2 separate regions of the Mus musculus genome follow, and region 1 is linked to region 2. The links are chromatin contacts, called in public HiCAR-type maps. All regions are on one chromosome and are shown on one strand. The core of a region is the stretch at or near the end of the contact, and the rest is flanking DNA. Distances in the headings are between cores, read along the strand shown.

What was found. HiCAR-type assays count read pairs that join an accessible place to other places.
Region 1: a contact with region 2 is called in a HiCAR-type map of astrocytes, with 4 times the contacts expected there. The contact joins the promoter of Tmem17 here to the enhancer-like site in region 2. A contact is called at or near these places in 3 of 39 promoter capture datasets (3T3-L1-derived adipocytes and liver), 10 of 484 Hi-C or Micro-C datasets (cardiomyocytes, embryonic stem cells, liver and 3 more) and 3 of 115 datasets of contacts at active chromatin or transcription factors (astrocytes, embryonic stem cells and liver).

Annotation. Positions count from the first base shown.
Region 1 is chr11:22,510,358-22,514,162 of GRCm38.p6, forward strand. Tmem17 (transmembrane protein 17) reads left to right here and starts at 1,926. Exons shown (of 4, transcript NM_153596.3): 1 at 1,926-2,226. The coding sequence starts at 2,127.
Region 2 is chr11:22,457,501-22,461,111 of GRCm38.p6, forward strand. No RefSeq gene overlaps it. Among named protein-coding and RNA genes, the nearest start is that of Gm39609, 16 kb to the left of the region's middle. Within about 2 kb of position 1,926, at least 27 of the 459 cell types and tissues checked have an H3K27ac peak or open chromatin away from gene starts, as enhancers often do. A contact at or near this core is called in astrocytes and muscle stem cells, where this site is marked.

The sequences.
Region 1 (3,805 bases), core at 676-3,175, 53 kb after region 2:
ACACCACTTGTGTGTTCGATGCCCTTGGAGATCAGAAAGAGATTTCTGATGGAGTTAGAGATGGTTGTGAGTCACCATGTGGGTAAAGGGAAATGAACTTGGGTCCTCTGCAAGATCAATGAGTGTTGGCAACCACTGAGATATCTCTAGGCCCAGAACCCTTTACCAGAAAGATTAAAAGGGAAGAGTGGAATATAAGTCTTGGTAAAGCTCACAGAGTGACAGGAATGTTCGAATATAGCTGGAGAGTTTGCTGAAACCTCTTTGAGAAAGCCTTGGCAGATCCCAATAAAATTGGTCTTACATACCACTTGCCTCAGCACTTCCCCGGACACATTCGACATAAACATGTTACACTGGCATAAACATGTATGTTTCAACATAAACATGTAGGTTACACTCTACATAAATGTGTATGTTATACTCAACATAAACATGTATGTTCATCAACAAGCATTTTCACCAAGAGTGGCACTTGTCATAACTGCTCCTAAGTAGAAATTACACAGGAACTTATCAACATGAAAGAAAATTCATAAAAAATGTTGACAGCAAAGTCAGATTTTCTTTTTAAACTTGAATGTGCAATCAGTCTACTATAAAGTATAAAACAGGCCACTGCTTCACAAGCAACTGAGAAAGGGTAGCTCCTGGAGATGATGATACTGTTGACTGACCTGGGACCTAATACATCCGACTGTGCTTTTCTTTATGTCTATTACACCTAATGGTTTGTTTTGGTTTTTGAGGATTTTGCAATGTATCCCAGGCTAACCTTAAACTGGAGATCTCCTGTCTCTGCCTTCTAAATGCTAAAATGATATGTCTTAAGAGAAAGCAGGGAAAGGCTGATATTTTTAGTTTTAAAATCACCTATATTCCAGAAACAACTGCTTTCAATACTTTTAAGTTATTTCCCTGTCTTCTGAAGCAGGTATGCTTGGCTCATCCACCCTCTTAAGAATGTCAAGGGCAATTTTCTGAGGAACATCCTTAGTGAGGTAACCCAATCACAAAAGAAGTCATTAGATATGCACTCACTGATAAGTGGATATCAGCCCAGAAACATAGAACACCCAAGATACAATTTGCAAAACACAAGAAAATCAAGAAGAGGGAAGACCAATGGGTGGATACTTCATTCCTCCTTCTAATAGGGAACAAAATACCCATGAAAGGAGTTACAGAGACAAAGTTTGGAGCTAAGACGAAAGGATGGACTTTCCAGAGAATACCCCACCCAGAGATCCATCCCATAATCAGCCACCAAACCCAGACATTATTGCATATGCCAGCAAGATTTTGCTGAAGGGACCCTGTCATAGCTGTCTCATATGAGTCTATGCCAGTGCCTGGCAAATACAGAAGTGGATGTTCACAGTCATCTATAAAATGGAACACAGGGCCCCCAATGGAGAAGCCAGAGAAAGCACCCAAGGAGCTGAAGGGGTCTGCAACCCTATAGGTGGAACAACAATATGAACTAACCAGTACCCCCAGAGCTCATGTCTCTAGCTGCATATGTAGCAGAAGATGGCCTAGTTGGCCATCATTGGGAAGAGAGGCCCCTTGGTACTGCAAACTTTATATGCCCCAGTACAGAGGAATGTCAGGGCCAAGAAGTGGGAGTGGGTGGGTAGGGGAGGAGGGCAGAGGGAGGGTATAGGGAACTTTCGGGATAGCATTTGAAATGTATATAAAGAAAATATCTAATAATAATAAAAAGAATGTCAAGGGCATTTTTTTAAAATATCTATGTTCGTTTTCCATTTCCCTCAAGAAATGGTGCACCAATTTTGCAGAGGAATTGCTATGGTGTGAGAGCTCCTTGTGGCTCAGCCCAGGTCCGAATGGCTTATTACTTGTGATCATCTTAAGACGACGCGGCTTTAAAGCAAGACGGAGGAACCCGCCATTTTCAGCAGCACTAGGCCACGTTAGGCTGCGGGCCCGTGGCCCTGGCTCGCCTCTCCAAGGGGAAGCCTCTGGAGGATTCTGTAGCGTTCGGGGAAGCCCAGGTACCAGGTCCCTAGGGGCCCCGCACTGCCCGGTTGCCAAGGGAACCGCCACGCGCCGCTGTGCCCGCCGACTAGCGGGTGTGTGAGAGGCCAGCGGGCAGGCCAGGCATGGAGCTGCCGGACCCTGTTCGCCAGCGCCTGAGCAACCTCAGCCTCACCGTGTTCGGCGACTCCAGCCGCACCGGGCCAGAGTCCAGTGATGCGGCCGGTGAGTGGCGAGGGCGCAGGCCCACGCGGGGGTGTGGCTCGCGGGCGGGAGGCCGCACAGGCCGTGCCCGGGTGAAAGATGGCTGCTCCGGCTTCAGCCAGGGCTCTGTGCCCCGGGAGAAACCACGGCCCTGCGGCGGACCCGGGAGACCACGCGCTTCCGCCGCCGCAGCTACTGCACCCGGTGGCGCGGTCGCCGAGCGGATCAGGATGCGGATCAGGAACGCCTTCTTCCCCACGCGGGTCCCCGCTGAGTCCCCAGCGTGACAGCCGCCGGCTCACACAAAACCGGGCTGTGTCCAAACCCCTCCTAGCAGAGCAAGACCGGCTGCTGCCAAACCGACAAGGCCTTCCTCTGCCTGTTCCTTCTTTCTCCCTGTATAAAAAACTCTCCTCCCGAAATCTAAAAACGAAATACCAACGAGTTAACTCCAGCTTCTGCCTCCTCAATCAGGAGGACAGCATACATGGTTGTCTCCTTTGAAATCAAGGAATTGGAAATCCTTTCGATGGCTTGGTTTGGGCTTTCTTATTTTTATTTTTATTTCTTAAATAGGGCATTGAAAAGCAAACCACTTGCCATCATTGCATGTTGTCACCTTGGTCATTCGTGTAATTTACGCTATATGGAGAAAAGCCTGTAAAATTAGGATTTCGTGTTTCCGATTCAAAGTGTGAGCCGTACGGGGCACTAAAATCGAATAATACAAAGTCTCTGGGAAAAAAAGTGTGTGTGGGGGGGGCGGGGGTGACATTTGTTCTGAAGTTCTTTAGAGCCTCAGCAGCCTAGATAGTCGTGATGGTGTGGACAGCAATAGAACTAGGTAAAGACATCAGCCCTGTAATTTCTTATGGTTCTTACGTGTCAGAAAATATTGTTTTCCCAGACATTCAAACGTGAGAAAAGCTGTTTAAGTTCACTGTCTCTGCCAAGACAGGCAATTAATTGGTCAGAAAAATTTGTCTGACCAATTATATAATACTTAAATTTTATCTCATTACAGAACTTAACTGGAACTTTTGTAAAATTTAATGAACTCACACCTTGTGCCTTGTGGTTCCTCTTCATTTGGTCTGATTTTTCAATTGTATAAATTTGATGTGTTGAAGTATGGACATGAGCCTACATAAAATCAAAACCCTGACATTCTAAACAGCCACTCTTCTCAAGCTATATCCCCATAGCCTTTAAAACAAACAACAACAAAATTTATTTGGTTACAATGCAATCAAGAAGTACCTGGGCTATCCTGAAATTTTCTAAGTAGTCCAGACTGGCTTTGATCTTGAAATATTCCTGCTTCAGTCTCTTTGCAAAAAAAAAAAAAAAAGACTACAGTTTCTGCTCTAAAGGTTCTAAAAGTATCAGCTTAGCTAGTGTGTAATTACTTTCCTGTTTTCTTCTTGGCGAATCTGACTGTAAGATCACACCCACAATGGATCAAGAATTGTACTGTTGCCCAAAGTAAAATAATAATAATGAAAAAAATCCTAGTGGATTTTCCTTAGCGCTAACAAATTTTAAAAATTCCTAGCCCAGAGGTAGTAGTGCATGCCTGTACTCCCAGCACGCAGGGGCC
Region 2 (3,611 bases), core at 676-3,175:
TGCTCCCTTGCTGCGCCACATGGCTGCAACATAAAGTGTTTTCAGGGGATCCCAGGCGATTTGGCTAACACAGTGGCCTGATCAAGGCCACAAGGGGAGTGTGAAGATGACTTTGAACATCTCTCTAGAAGAGAAAAAGAACATGAGCAGATAAGTAAGAGAGAAATAATGCAGCAGAATCTGTTGTCAAAGAGTAATTTTCAGAATTCAAAACCTGACACAAACAAGGAAATTGATTATTTTTTATGTTGTCTTGGTTACTTTCCTACTTGTTGGGAGCTATTAAGACAACTCTTGATCTCTGAATTGAGCCTCTCCCACCGAGAAGAAAAAGGGGTCAAAAGCGGGCCACCGACACATGGATTCCGAGAACCAAGGGATGTTCCAGCCCTAGGTCATCACCGATGTCCTGACCACACCCTGATACCACCAAGTCCCTGCTTCCCCGTGTAGCTGCCAAAAGAAAGAATTTCTATTGCCCCCCCTCCCATAAGTACTTCTCCTTTTGCTTGTATTGACCCACCCCTCCGGCTGATAAGTGTCTGTACTTCCCCTTTTGCTTGTGCATTTAAGCCTTGGACCTTTCTCAATACATTGGGGTCTTGATACAACTTCAGAACGGTTTCCGTGTCATTACTCGTACAAGACCCTCATCTCTCTCTACCCCCCATTTGGTTATTAGGAGGAGGTCCCCTCGAGATCCTCGAATAACTGGACCTGCTGGATGGGTCACCTACTGAGGTGATGCAATACCATGACCAGAGCAACTTATAGAAGAAAGCATTCATTTAGGTCTTACAGGGTTAGCACCTATGGCCCTATTGATAGGGAGCATGGTAACAGATAGGTATGCTGGAGCAGTAGCTGAGAGCTCATATAGCAAGGGGGGGAGGAAGAAGGAGAAGGAGAAGGAGAGGGAGAGGGGAGAGAGAGAGAGAGAGAGAGAGAAAATTTGGAATGGATTTGAAATGAAACCTCAAAGCCCAGCCCCAGTTATATACCTCCTCCAACAAGTTCTTATCCTTCCCAAACAGTTCTAATAACTGGGGACCAAGTATTCAAATATATGAGCCAATGGGGGGAATTCTCATTCAAACCACCAATTGTGCTGACTTAAAAAATAATAATAATTCAGAACACTAAAAACAAGCAGCAAGTATGCTGTACACATGTATGCTTAAAGAGGCATGGCATTAGCAGGGTCTCAATGGTCTGCTGCCACACCTGATCACCTGGCTTCAATTCTTAGAACCCACATGGTGGAAGGTGAGAACTGACTCAAGGTTGTCCTTGGAATCCTATACATGTGCCATAATACATGTTCATACACACAAGATAAATAAATCAAAATGTAATTTTAACAAACATTTTTTCAGAAAGAAGTAGCAAAAAACCCCACAAAAACAAAAAACTCTATGCGTCTCTGTTTAACTTAGAATGGACTCTGGCTGACAGAATTGCTGTAGCTAAGAGACATGCTCTGCCCATGAGGGGTCCTCTCTGGGTAAGTTGCCAACCTCCACTGCTCAGTGAACCTCATGGACTCCCTCCCAGCTTCTGTGCTCTTTGTTTGTTAGCAGTGAAAGGAATTAGAACTACAAAGGAGGCGCTGGCATTAGTGTGCTTGTGAACTCCAAGTCATCCAAGTAACAGTGCAGAGCCTCCTGCATAGGAATCATGTGACATTTCAGACAGCAATAGGGTGACTTTTACACAAGGACACAGCCTTAGCCTATTCAGTATTGTCTCCTTAACCCCGACCTCAAAGCTGGAAGACTTCATGACAACCAGAACTTGGCCAGCCAAAGCTTCAGAAAGCCAAGACTTTTGAGGTTGTGACTATCATCTCTCCCAAGTCTGGGCATGAGATGAAAATTCTATGCCTAAGCCTCTAAAATCTCAGCTAGGCACCTCCTCTATGTGGTGCTGTTCCACTGAAACAATGCAGCTGCTGTAGCTGGTTTGCCATGCATCCTGGATCTTTTTTTCCAAGCCTGTGGAGGTTTCCAAGATTGCTGTGATTTTCGCTGGCACTCAGACCACTGGCCCTGCTGCAGCTCCAGTGCTCATCAGCTTGGTCTGCTGGGTTTCCCTGAGTGGTCCTCTGGCCTGGAATACAAAAGAAGCTGGAAGCAACTGCTGGGGCATGTGTATTCGTGGGTTTGGTGTGACTGCTTGGGCATGCGTGTTGTGGGCTTGGTCCTGGAGTAGACTGTGGAAGCAGCCTTCGAGACATTTAACTCCTTTCACCAAAGAAAAGAAAGCTTGTTGTTGATTGACAACACTAATCAGTCTTAAGGATTGTATGTATATCAGGTGGGATTCCCAAGTAGAAAGAAGCAAGACGAGTATTCCCTTCTGTATGAGCAGTGCCAGAGGAACCAGCCATTTGTTGGGGAAAGTTTTCTTAACAAGGCTATATAACTCAGGATGAGTCCTTGGTAAGGGCATAAGCGTTTAGGAAGCAGTGGAGTATATATATATATATATATATATATATATATATATATATATATATATGTAATGTAATGCTGTCACAAGGAAAGATGTTCAGAAGTTGGCAAACCCTGGGCAAACCTTTTTGGAGATAAATCAGCTGGGAATACATCCTAACCAATATATAGTCTGCCCTTGAACCAAAACACAAATTTAAAGTAACTTGGCAATGGTTACAAAAACGTACCATAGTTTAGTATGAGCTCTCAAAGAAATAAGTTTGTAATCGGTTCTTCTTTCTCCAAAGAACAGTAAAAAGCCCACAGCTCTATAAAGCTGGTGAGCCTCAACAGACATTGTAAGTCTAATTGAAGCTAGAAACGTTTTTTCCAAGTCTCTCTGCTGCTTTCCTAATACATTCCAGGGAATCTTGTCTTTTCTAGTCACCATAAAGGGAAAGAGACAAAGTGGGTAACTGAGAAGGTTCTTACAAGGAGGGACTCAGGTGGAAAATGTTCTATCTATGAGCAAGGTGATTGCAAATGGTGCCTGCTGGGACATAAAGGTCATAGCAAGAGATACTAGTCTGGTTTGGAGAGGGGCAGTAGGTCCAGAAAGACTTGTTTATACATCGTGTTTGTTTCTTTCTAAGAAAGATTTAGTTTACTTGTATGTTGATAGGAAAAGTCATAAGGCACAGAGAAGCTGTAGTACTCTTCTCTCTGTTGGGGGTGTGAGGTGAAGATGAGGTTTCTGGGTAGACTTGGATCACAGCATACTGGAGTATTTAATCATAAACAGAATGGAATGTTCTACTTATGGTACAATGTGAAGAAAAGAGGGAGAAGATAATTTGAAAATGGTAAAATTGGGGGATTTTTTTCATGAAGTTAGCAAGGGTGTGGGTCTGGATGAGTAGTTAGGTGTGGATATGGAGGGGAAATGCCAAGCTCTCCGGTCGAGTCAGCTTGACAGGCTGAGACTTGAAAGCTACTCACGAGGCAAAAGAGTTTCACAGAAACTCACTCCTAGAGTCTGGCGTTCTCTCTAACCTATACATTAATTTTCCATTCCTGTGTTAGTCTAGTGTATGGCTCCACGTGCTCTCTTTTAGTATTATCCTATTATAAGTGCCTTTTAAGATTGAATTCTGACATAGCTAAAGCCTTCCGCCA